Linked DNA regions of Sus scrofa: region 1 is linked to region 2. The links are chromatin contacts, called in public Hi-C maps. All regions are on one chromosome and are shown on one strand. Each heading gives the region's core, a stretch centred on a gene start, on an enhancer-like site or on the middle of the called end of the contact. The rest is flanking DNA. Distances are from core to core; before and after follow the strand shown. Region 1 holds the start of ZRANB1 (ubiquitin thioesterase ZRANB1). Region 2 holds the start of BUB3 (mitotic checkpoint protein BUB3).

The links. Hi-C and Micro-C count contacts between places; a contact is called where the count stands out from the background.
Region 1: a Hi-C map of embryonic fibroblasts shows a contact between it and region 2, with 1.9 times the contacts expected there. The contact joins the promoter of ZRANB1 here to the promoter of BUB3 in region 2. A contact is called at or near these places in 2 of 47 Hi-C or Micro-C datasets (embryonic fibroblasts and liver).

The regions. Positions count from the first base shown.
Region 1 is chr14:134,250,870-134,256,035 of Sscrofa11.1, reverse strand. ZRANB1 (ubiquitin thioesterase ZRANB1) reads right to left here and starts at 2,109. Exons shown (of 10, transcript XM_013983854.2): 1 at 1,929-2,109.
Region 2 is chr14:132,700,214-132,705,721 of Sscrofa11.1, reverse strand. BUB3 (mitotic checkpoint protein BUB3) reads right to left here and starts at 2,634. Exons shown (of 8, transcript XM_005671519.3): 1 at 2,440-2,634; 2 at 1,803-1,997; 3 at 984-1,053. The coding sequence starts at 1,997.

The sequences.
Region 1 (5,166 bases), core at 860-3,359, 1.6 Mb before region 2:
GCAAGATATTATTTACCCAAAGCATTAGTGGGTAAATTTAATGTACAAAAATATTCCAGGTGAAGCCGCACACCACCCTAAGAAAAGGTGTTCAAAGCCCAGGTCCAAGAGCTCATTATCGGGAGGGAGGAAAGTGAGCAGCAGGGCTCAACATTGAATCAAATTAAATACAAAGCTACAGTGGTCTACTTTTGCGATTCCCAAGTATTTAAAGTGTCCATCTATTATAAAAGTAATACAAGTATAAAGTACACTGAACAGCTCTCACTATATCAATTACGCACAGGAGGCAATTTACCTCAAATATACAACTGGATCACGAGTTCTGAAACTATGCTAATTCAGAGACTTTCAATGTTAACATGCCCTAACCCTTATCAGTGTACAAGGGCCACAGGATTAAAATTATACTACCACGAATGAGTTATCTACTATCCATGCACATTTCAAGAGTAAACAAATGGGTGTCTCAACGCTCTGAAGCATTAATAAAAGGTGTTGAAGCATCAACAGAAATAAAAACCCCTCATGGCATTCAAATAATATCCTCCCCAAAGATTAAAATGTGCCCTTGCTGTCCTCTTAGTCCCCCTAACAGCCCTATAAAAATTTTTAATAAAATTTTAGTAGAAGGAGGATACGGCGTATCTCGTTATACGATCCAAAGTCAAGGGACCAGCAGGTTTCTACATGTCTTCACAATTACCTCATTTAATTCATAAGACTAATAACCAGGAGGAGCGATCCGGCTTAATTTTTCACAAACATAGTTTAGATTACTTTGCTAAGGCCCTTGGCACAAGCCAAGATCAAAATTCCTTATGGTTTCCCCTGGCTTATGTTCTGAACACTGAGTCATCCATGTTTGATGAAAACATGGGTACCCTTGAGGTCGCACAAGTGATAAAGAAATCAACTAAAGAGAGACCTCAGAGAGAAAAGCCACTCATTATGTAACGTTTCCCAGAGCTAAAGATTTCTCTTCAACTGTGTTCCCCAAAGAGTATTTTTGTACATTAAATGTACTGACAACAAAATATCATACGGCGAGCACACAGACCAAAATACTGGGCAGAGGAGACGGCGTTTAACCTGAGGGTCTACAGAGTTACGGAAAAGGCAATCAAATAACTGAAAGACTAAATTCTCAACGAGAGAGTTTCAAAACACCAGCGTATCTCAAAGATAATGGGCCGGCTCAAACTTCCAGGCTGAACCTAAACAGGTCCCTGGTGCTTAATGCAAGTATGCATTTCAGTCCTTTTGTCTGTGAAATGACCCACACCAAGCCACAGTGGAGAAAATAGCACCCAGTCGCACTGTACAAGCGTAACTGCGAGGAGAGGGGCAGACAGTCTTTCCACCAGTTCCAGCTCCGCCTCCCCAGCCCACCCCCGTCGCCCCCACCTTTATTTCCTTAGACAGAAAAGGCGACCAGTGGAGGCCACCGCGGGAGGCGGAGAGGAAGCCACCAAGGGACCGAAATCCAAGTTTGGGAACCTGCACCAACTTGTGGCGACGGACCCAAGTATTTCGGGCCTATTGCAGAATGGGAGCAAAATCCCACTCATCTGCCCGTAGGTGGCAGGAAAAGAAGTTGGGGGGAGGGGGAATCTGGCGGAAGAGAGGTGGCCGGGCCGGCGGCGCGTCCAGCCAGCGCGGCTGATCGATGGTCGGTAAACAAGCCGGCGGACCCACCCTCCCACAGCCCCGGGCCTGTCCCCGCACCTGGAAAGCCCAAGATGGAAGCACAGCGGGGCCGGGCCGGGCCCCCTCCCCTCTCCCAGCCTGCGAAGCCGCCTCGGGGGGCGCGGGCGGGCCGCCCGGGAGACCGGCGGCCTGGGCGCCGTCAGGGAGCGAGGGGCCAGGCAGGCCGCGGCGGGGCCGCGAGGGGCCTGCGGCGGGACGCCCTCCCGGGGCCCGGTTACCTGGCGGCGGCGGCGGCGGCTCCTCCTCCAGCTCCTGCTCCTCCTCCCTGTCCGACGCTCGGCGCCCGGCGGCCGCGACGGCCGCGGCGACTCCCGGAGCAGCCCGGGGCAACGAGCCGAGCCCGGCCCCTCTCCGCCTCCCTCCGCGCCGCCGCCCGCCCCGCTGCTGCCGCCTCCGCCCTCTCCCCTCAGTCAGGACATGGTCTCCGCGGGCCCGCGCGCGGCTCCCGGCTGCGGGAGGCAGGGGCAGAGGGGCGGAGAGCAGGCGCGGAGACGGGGGGGGCGCCGGGGGAGGGGGGAGAGAGGGGGGCGGCCTCGGACGCTGCGGGCTCCTAATGGCGGCGGTGCGGGACCCCGGAGCCAAATAAACCCCACGGCAAGCTGCACAACGTCAAGGCCGGACCCCGCCGCTCGCCGCCCTGTCATTGGCCCCGAGGCCGCGAGCGGCGCAGCCAATGGGCAGCCGCCTCTTTCCGGGCGCAGAAGGCGGGCCGCGGAAAGGTGACGTCACCCCGGCGCCCGGCCCGATTGTGAGGAGCCCCGCCCTCTGTGCGGCGGCAGGCCCGCTGGGGCTGCGGGACCTCGGCGGCGGGCGGAGGGCGCCGGGAGGCGGCGGGCCAGCGCGGCGTGCGCAGGGTTTGGGGACGCAGACTGGGCGGCGCGGAGGGCGTCGTGGCAGCTGCACTGCTCCGCGTGACTCTTCCCTGCGACTGATTCACCACCCTTCTAAGTCCACCGCGAAGGCTCCCCGAGCGGACTCCTTAGTGCCCGATTCGGCCTCACTTTGCCTTAGGGAGTTTCAAAGTCTTGATACCAGGGAGGATAAAGATTTAGGTTTTGAAAGTTTAATCTTTATGTATATTTTACGTCTGTTTTTTATTCCTGCTTTCGAGACGGCTATCCATTTATGTGTGTGTATGTGTATATTTATAATGTATGTATTATATATGTACCCATATACATCATGAAAAAGCATGAAGTTATATGCCAATTATATCTCAATTAAAGAAAAAAAACTTTTAAGCCATGGAGGCTGCTTTTTGTGCAGTCTCCACTACCACCACTACCTCCTACCTAACTCTAGTTTTGGGTAAACTGATTTTCTAGTGGTTGCCTTCTCTGTGAAGTCCAAGAGTAAGAAAGAGGATATGTTATAGCCGTGGAAAAAATACAGCCAGGAGAATTAGCAGAGCCCAAGTTCTAAAGAGACTATGTTAAGGAGTTACCTGGTAGCACAGCAGGTTAGAGACCCCTCCTTGTTACTGCTGTGGCACCGGTTCCATCCCTGGCCTGGGAACTTGTACATTCCCAGGGAGGCCAAAAAAATAAAAGGATTTATAAAGAGAATATGTTATATGGTGATGTATTTTGTGTATTTCTTTTTTAATGTAACCATAGCCAGATAGTCTAAGTCATTTTGCTATTTGCTAAGACCCCATGAGTATGTCATATTTTTCTGGCTGGAAAACCGTTTTTTCCCAGTGAAATTTCACCCTGCACTTTTCACAGTTCAGATTTTATTTCGAGAGTTTGAATGACACAAAACACAGCAGCTCTTTAAAAGTTGTAAACCTCTTTAAAAGTTATCTGTTGAAGAACTACAGCGCTGTCAAAGGGCATTTAGCAGTTCTATTGAACACCTCAATAGAAAGAATGTATTTTTCAGAGTTTAATTGGATTTTTATAACTTGGGTGGAGACTATCTAGCATCACTGTACCTGGTATTCGTAGTCTCTCTTTGCATGTGTATGGCAAAGGATGTGTGAGCTACTTCACTATGGCTGAAGAGTAATAATCTATATAGCTTCCTTTCCCCAACAGTTTGTTTTGTAATTATTGATATGTTTTATCCTCGTAGCCATTTCTATGATAGATTTTCGATAACCACCACCTTTCCAGAGAAACATTATTTGCTCAAGGATGCATCAATAAATTGAAATGCAATAGTCTTTTGCCTACAAAACTTAATACACATTCTCAAACATATAACTAACACAATGGTACATAAAATTACATCACGTTATTGTGTAAGAACAAATGATTCCACCAACATGTCACTTTGAAAATATTTTAAGAGCCTTCCTGAATCTCACCTACAAGTTAGCAAGAACCACAGGATTGGGTGTTCTGCTTAACTGGGGTTGTAGTTCTTTTTGTTAAAGGAAAGGGATATTGTTTGGGTAAGCTTATTAACTCCTCGCTCAATTTAGCTAAGTACCATGTGCCAAGGAAGAACAAGCACACGAAAATGCGTAAGACACATTCCGTGTTTGGGAAAACTACAGCATAGGAAAGAGGGCAAGGCAAAAATAACCATGATTATAATATGAGGTAGAATGTGCTAAGTAGATTCAAATGAGAAGCATCTTGTAATTGAGAGGAAGAGCAGATCCAAAAATGAATATGTTAAAGCTGAAAAGGTACTTGATACCAGGCCAGTGGGTCTCAGCCCTGGCTACCCATTAGAATTACCTGAGGAACTTTTCAAAATATGCATATCTGGGCCCCACCCAGACCTACCGAAACCATCCCCAGAAGGATAGCTTGCACTGGCTATGCTTTCAACACACTCCCCAGGTGTCTAGAATGTGCAGGCAACTACTGACACTGTCCCAGCCCTGCAGCTTGCAGATTGAGAAACTAATGCCTAGAGATTTTAAGTGACTTACCAAAAGCCAGACCATCGAGATCTAAAATTAGAACACAAAGCTCTTGATTCCCCTGTCAAATCTTTTTTCCATTGCACCACATTTGTAAAAAAGATATCAGCAAATAGAGCAGGCAGCATTGTTACAATGAAGGAACTGATTTGTCTGTTTGGCACAGAGACTAAATTATCATTCTCCTTATATATATTTCTGAGAAATATTTCATTGGGAAAAAAGTATCCACTGTTGTTTTCTTTAAAAGTTCTTTTTGGAGTTCCCTGGTGGTTCAGCGGGTAAGGATCTGGCATTGTCACTGCCGTGGCACCTTTGATCCCTGGCCCTAGAACTTCCACATGCCAAGGGTGCAGCCAGAAAAAAAAAAAAAAAAGTCAAAGACCTAAAACCAAAGTAGTGGAAGTAGTGGAAATGGAAAGGAGGGGACAGAAGTGAAATAGGGAGACAGTAGAACATCCAGGGTTTGCCAGTGTCTGAATCTAGGGCGAAGAAGGAATGAAAAGTCAGAATCAAACCCAGGAGAGGAACTAGATAAGAAGGGATGTGAACTGCTAGACCAGGTATCCTGGGCTCAG
Region 2 (5,508 bases), core at 1,385-3,884:
CAGCAATGACCTTCTGAGAATAAACAGCTAACTCCCTTAATTATGGTCTCTAGCATCAAAAATCTGGGTTTGGTTTTCAGTGCTTTTTTTCCTCCCAAGTTTTCAAATAAGACCTGAACCTGCAAGCTAACTTACTATGTAGAATAAGCTGCTAGCAAACAAAACCAAACACCTGCAGTTATAGTACATGACAAAATGGCTTTCATATAAAAGCCTCTTGTGATTAGGTTTTGTTTGGACAAGATATTGTGCCCATCCTCCCACTGTCCAATTCATCCTCATTAAGTCATACCTCGTGGCCTGCCTTGTCCTTCAAGTACATCTATGTCTAATGTGTGCATATACCCCCCCACACACACACAACTCTTAACTAAAAAGCTCTGTATATTTGGGTTCCATTCCAAGCTCTATTCTGCTCCAAAGTCAACATAAAAATGTGGGTATTTCACATCTCTAAGAAAGAGTTTCATCTTGTCATTCATTCAATAAACGCAACTGAAGCATATTCTATGCTAAAACAATCACATAAGCTGGGTTAATATGGTACCTGACAGTTTGGCTATTTTAAAATGTTAGATTTTTAAAAACCTATCTTCCTTCAGTGTAAACTAAATTAGCTTCTGAAAAGAGAACTCTGAAACATCAGTACTGTCCTACAGTAAGAAAATCCTATGGAAAGGTAGACCATTGCAGGATCCAATCCACTTCTGAGGACAAGAAAAGGTCAAATACTTAAGTGCCACTTCACGTACACACTTCGGATGGAGATCATGAGTTTTACTGATAAAATACATGCATAATATTTTGTGATCATAACAGTGATTTAAACAAAAAGTCCTAAATTCAAGTCACTACTACTTGTATCTAAGCTACTTAGGAATTAAGCAACTCAGGAACTACTTTTCTTAAATAAACATTTATAAGCAAGCAAAGTAAGCACTAATCAAGAAAACAATAAACTGATAAAAATGTGGCTACGTTACCTTGATCGGTATTCAAATCATGCATTTTTAATTGATGGTCTAATCCCCCACTCCAGGCATGCGTTGGATCCTACAAGATAAAGTTTCAAATCATTCAAAACTTACAAAGCTATTATTATTTTTTTTGGGCCACACCAGCAGCATGTGTAAATTACCAGGCAGTGGATGGAACCCAAGCCACAGGAGCAATTGGAGGGGCTGGAGTGACAATGCCAGATCCTTAACCTGCTGTGCCACAAGGGAACTCGTAAAACTTACAGCACTTCAAAAAGTGTTTTTAAATTCCTGTTTCTACAGCCAACTATTTCCTTTACATTCAAGATGTACAACAAGCTCAACATTAATTGCAGACAGAAAAAAAAGTTCAAAAAATAGAACAAATAAGTGTTCTACACCCTATGTCATCAAATTAAGAAAGAACTGTTCACCGCAGTGACCGAGAATAAACAAGCATTCCTAGTAGTTACTAAAAAGCCTTCCCTTTAATAAGTCAGCCAAATTTTACTGTCTTCTTTTGAGTTTCAAATTCATTATGCCCAGAAAGTTTGCAGAGGTACTCCATTAGAAGCAAAGGGGAGAACGAGTTTCCGACATTTGCACGTCCCCAGCGCCAAAAAAAAAAAAAAAAAAAGAAAAGAAAGAAAAGAGAACCAAAAAAACAGTACCTGGGGCAGATGTGTGTTCGGGCAGAGGGAGTGGAGTTAGTGAAGCTGTACAAATAACTCCAACGACAAAAGCCCCTGCTCAACACTGGAAAAGGGACGCTATTAACAAAGGAATCTCATAACATAAAAAGGGGGCAGGAGCGGAGACACCTACGTAGAAGGCGCAGTCCAGGACGGCGCCCGTGTGCTGGTACTTGAGCCGCATGGAGTTGGCCGGCACATCATAGAGGCGCACGGATGTGTCCCAGGAAGAAACCAACAGGAACTGGGAGGTGTTGGGGCTGAATTTCACCGAGGAGATGCCGTCCTCGGGTGGCTGGTTCAGCTTGAACTCGTTAGAACCGGTCATCTACGGAAAAAGCGCTCAGTGAGAGTCCCCAAGAATTCGGGGCCGGGGGGCCGCACTGGCTGAAGGCCCGGTCGCGGGGGCGGGGGGAGCAGGGGGCGGGACCTGGGGAAGGCCGGCGACACCGCCTCTGCGCCTGCGCTCGGCCGGCCCGCCAGCCAGGGTCGGGCCTCACCGCCACCCACTGCCGCCCCTCTAACGCGCCCCTCTTAAGCTCACGCCACTGCACCCCAAACTCTAGCCTTCGGTCTGGCCCGCCGCGCCCCTCCCCGCCGCGGGCTCCCGCACGCCCGCCTCTCCAACAAGGCCTGCCGCCCCGAATGCTCCTACAATAAAGGAAGAGCTATACAAGCGAAACCGGTTCCCAGAGGACGGCTCCGCCAGCCCTAGGCCCCAGGAGTTTCCGGGGAGTTCACTTCTGCGCCCGGCTACCATTTCCCGCTACCTTGGGCTCCCTTCAGAAGCAACTTCGCCGCCGCTCGACACCGCGCGCCACCGCCGCCGCCGCCGAGCTTCCCTCGCCGCACTCGCGGGCCGGGCGAAGGAGGCGGAGTAGCTGCTCCAGCCTATGCCTGCCATTGGCTGATTTCAAACGCCAACGCCTCACTCTAGGCCGCCGATAGGTCCGCCGGAAGGCGGGAGTAGGTCAACCCAGTCAACCTCTTCCGGCTCAAAGGCGAACCACGGACTTTCCGATCACGTGATCTCGTTTCACCACTAGGCTGAAACAGCCACGCCGGTCCTGGACAAGTGAAAACTACAATTCCCAAAGAGCATCGCGCCAAGGCAGCGCTCACGCCCTCTCCTGTCCTTATGTGCACGCTGGGAAATGTAGTCTCCTCGGGGGCCCACGCCCTAGTAGTCTCCTGAATAGCAAGCGGGAAAGATGCTTTTTCTAGTTTGACTCTTGGCGCCCTCTCCACCTCAGTTAATTTCTCACGCGCAATAACCCCGTTTTGGTCAGTACTTTTATAGAGCTAAATTAGTCTCCCTTCCACTGGACGTACATATATGCCCATGAAGTGAACCAAAAATTGGAATGGGGAAATATTTGCTCTAATCAATTGCGTATTTTCCCTACTTTTTTCTCCTGGAATTTCCACCTATGAACCAGGGTCTCACATTTACCACTGTCGTAAGATCTGCTGACTTCAGAGAAACTCATCCTTATTTATACTCTTCTTTGTCTCTTCATTCCATCTTTCTGCAAACATTAATTGAGCACCCAGTGTGTGCCAGGCCTGGTGAGAGATTGGAAATGTGCATTAATCAGACCATTGTTTGTTCAAGGAACTCTGTCCAGGAGGTTGAACAGACTGGGGAACAAACACTCACAATGTATTAAAGCGCAAAAGCTTCTTTTAGACATATGTTCAAGTAGGGTCCTGAAATGATAGCTACAAGCTTCTCCCCATCCACCCCCCACCCCAACAACTCCCTAAACTTCCAGGTTAGGTTTGCTCTATTTTCTGTTTCTAGAATCTTCCAGAAAGAGAAGAATCAAGAAGGTTGCTTCTGTATTAAGAAATAATTTGGCCTCCCTGAAAGAAATGCAATACTTAATTTATAACTAGAAGCTGCGACTTACTCTTGAATATCAAAGGCTCACTGAAATTTTTCAATTTAATCCATGCTATAAGGTCTTTTTCACTATTTTACTATGTGATTTCGTATGAAGTGGGAGGAAATTGTTGAGCTTAAGGTGTTTACTTTCTAAGGTACCTTGGTAGAGAAAAAAGTGTTGTTGGTCCTTAAACCATTCAAATACACAGACTCAGGTGCACTTCTCTTTATGAGTCTTGACACGGTCAACACACAACAACCACCCTTCTGCCCAGTGTATTGATGATATTCCAGCCAAAAGGACAGATCTTTGCCCTCCCTCCTCACCAGTCCTCATGCTTGGTTCTCTTTCAACAACTTAATGGCTAGGTTAAGAATTTTAAAGTGCAGTGCCTTGCCTCCACTCTAATTTTGGTTAAATAATTTTATCTCCAAATAATTTTATTTGGTTCCCTCTCCCAGTTGTTTATTTAATTCTACTAGTGTTTCGAGATTCTGAGCATGAATTATCCGCTAATAAAATCTAAGTGTATTTCATTATCCAGTGTGTGTATGATTCAGGTCCCTCTGGGCATGCAGTTGCAGCCGGACTCGATTTGAGTTTTAAGAAACGTCAATCTTTTAAATCCAGTTTAGACCCTGAAAGGAGGCTGATGATTTTGCTGATTATTCAAATGAATTGATAGTCCTGAGATAGGAAATCTGGCCACAATGGAGTCTTAAACATCATTTTAAATCCAAATGCAAAGCCGTGTGTGTGTGTGTGTGTGTGTGTGTGTGTGTGTGTGTGTGTGTGTACTTAGTTACCTATAAGAACGAGAAATTCCTAGAAACTAATCACACTGTTGGTTCAACCTTCGACTGTTAATTTCTGGATTATTTTTTTAAGTGAAATATCCACCATATGACAAATTGGAAATGGGTCATCTCTAAAAAAAGGCAAAAGTCACTCTGCCATTAACTGCCTAGAGGAAACCACTTCCTACAAAAGAATTAAGACCAAGAAGCATATAACTATCCAATACCGTTAAAAAAATCGTCTCTTTAAAAAAAAAAAAAAAAAGTCGTCTGTTGAAATGCAGACAAAAATGATATGGATGAAACACTTCTATACAAGTAGTTCCTTGAAGGCAATGTGGTTATTTCTGCATGGAACATTCAAATAGTAACTTGAGAGGAAAAGAAAAATCCAAGGTGAGTCATCTGGAAAGATATAACTTCATTGAAATAAAACATGCATACCAAATAAACCAGAAGAAAACAGATCCGGTGTCGCTTTTGTTTTCTCTCTCTGACCAGCCAATATTTAGCATAGTTCTCACCAAGTCCTAGAGCACAGTAAATACGTATTGAATTGAACTCAGCTGAAATGAAATAAATGCAGTTGCTCTAAGAGCAGTGGTACAGGTGTTCTTGCGTATCATCCTTCTGACGTCATCTTGAAACAGACTGAATTTTATGAAATCTAACATGAGATGAAAAAATATATATATAAAACCTCAAAAAGAATCAGACGTAATACTGCAAGCCACATAGACGGTTTCAGCTATCCTTCATACATTCACAAAATGCAGACCTTTGGATGCCTCTCCGCTCAGAGAGACAGATCTACCACGCAAATATTCCCCTTCTAGACGAGGAGATCCAGCCTCCGCGCTGCTGACGCTGGGCACCTTTACACAGCCTAAGGAGTAGCCTGGAGCTGGAGGCCAGAGGACAAGGGAGCTCGCCCCACGTGACAACGAACTATCAGCTTTCTTCAAACTCAGGTTATCTTTTTCGCAATTTTCTTAGGAACCGGTGGCTGCGATCTAACACTGCGATTTGCATGACACCCGCGCGCGTCGGTTCTCTCCGTGCCGCACCCTCCCAGCCAGGGCTCGGCAGCAGGTGTTGGGGCGCGGAAGTCCGTGGGCTCGCAGATCGCGCTCCAAGGTTCCATTCAGTGCCA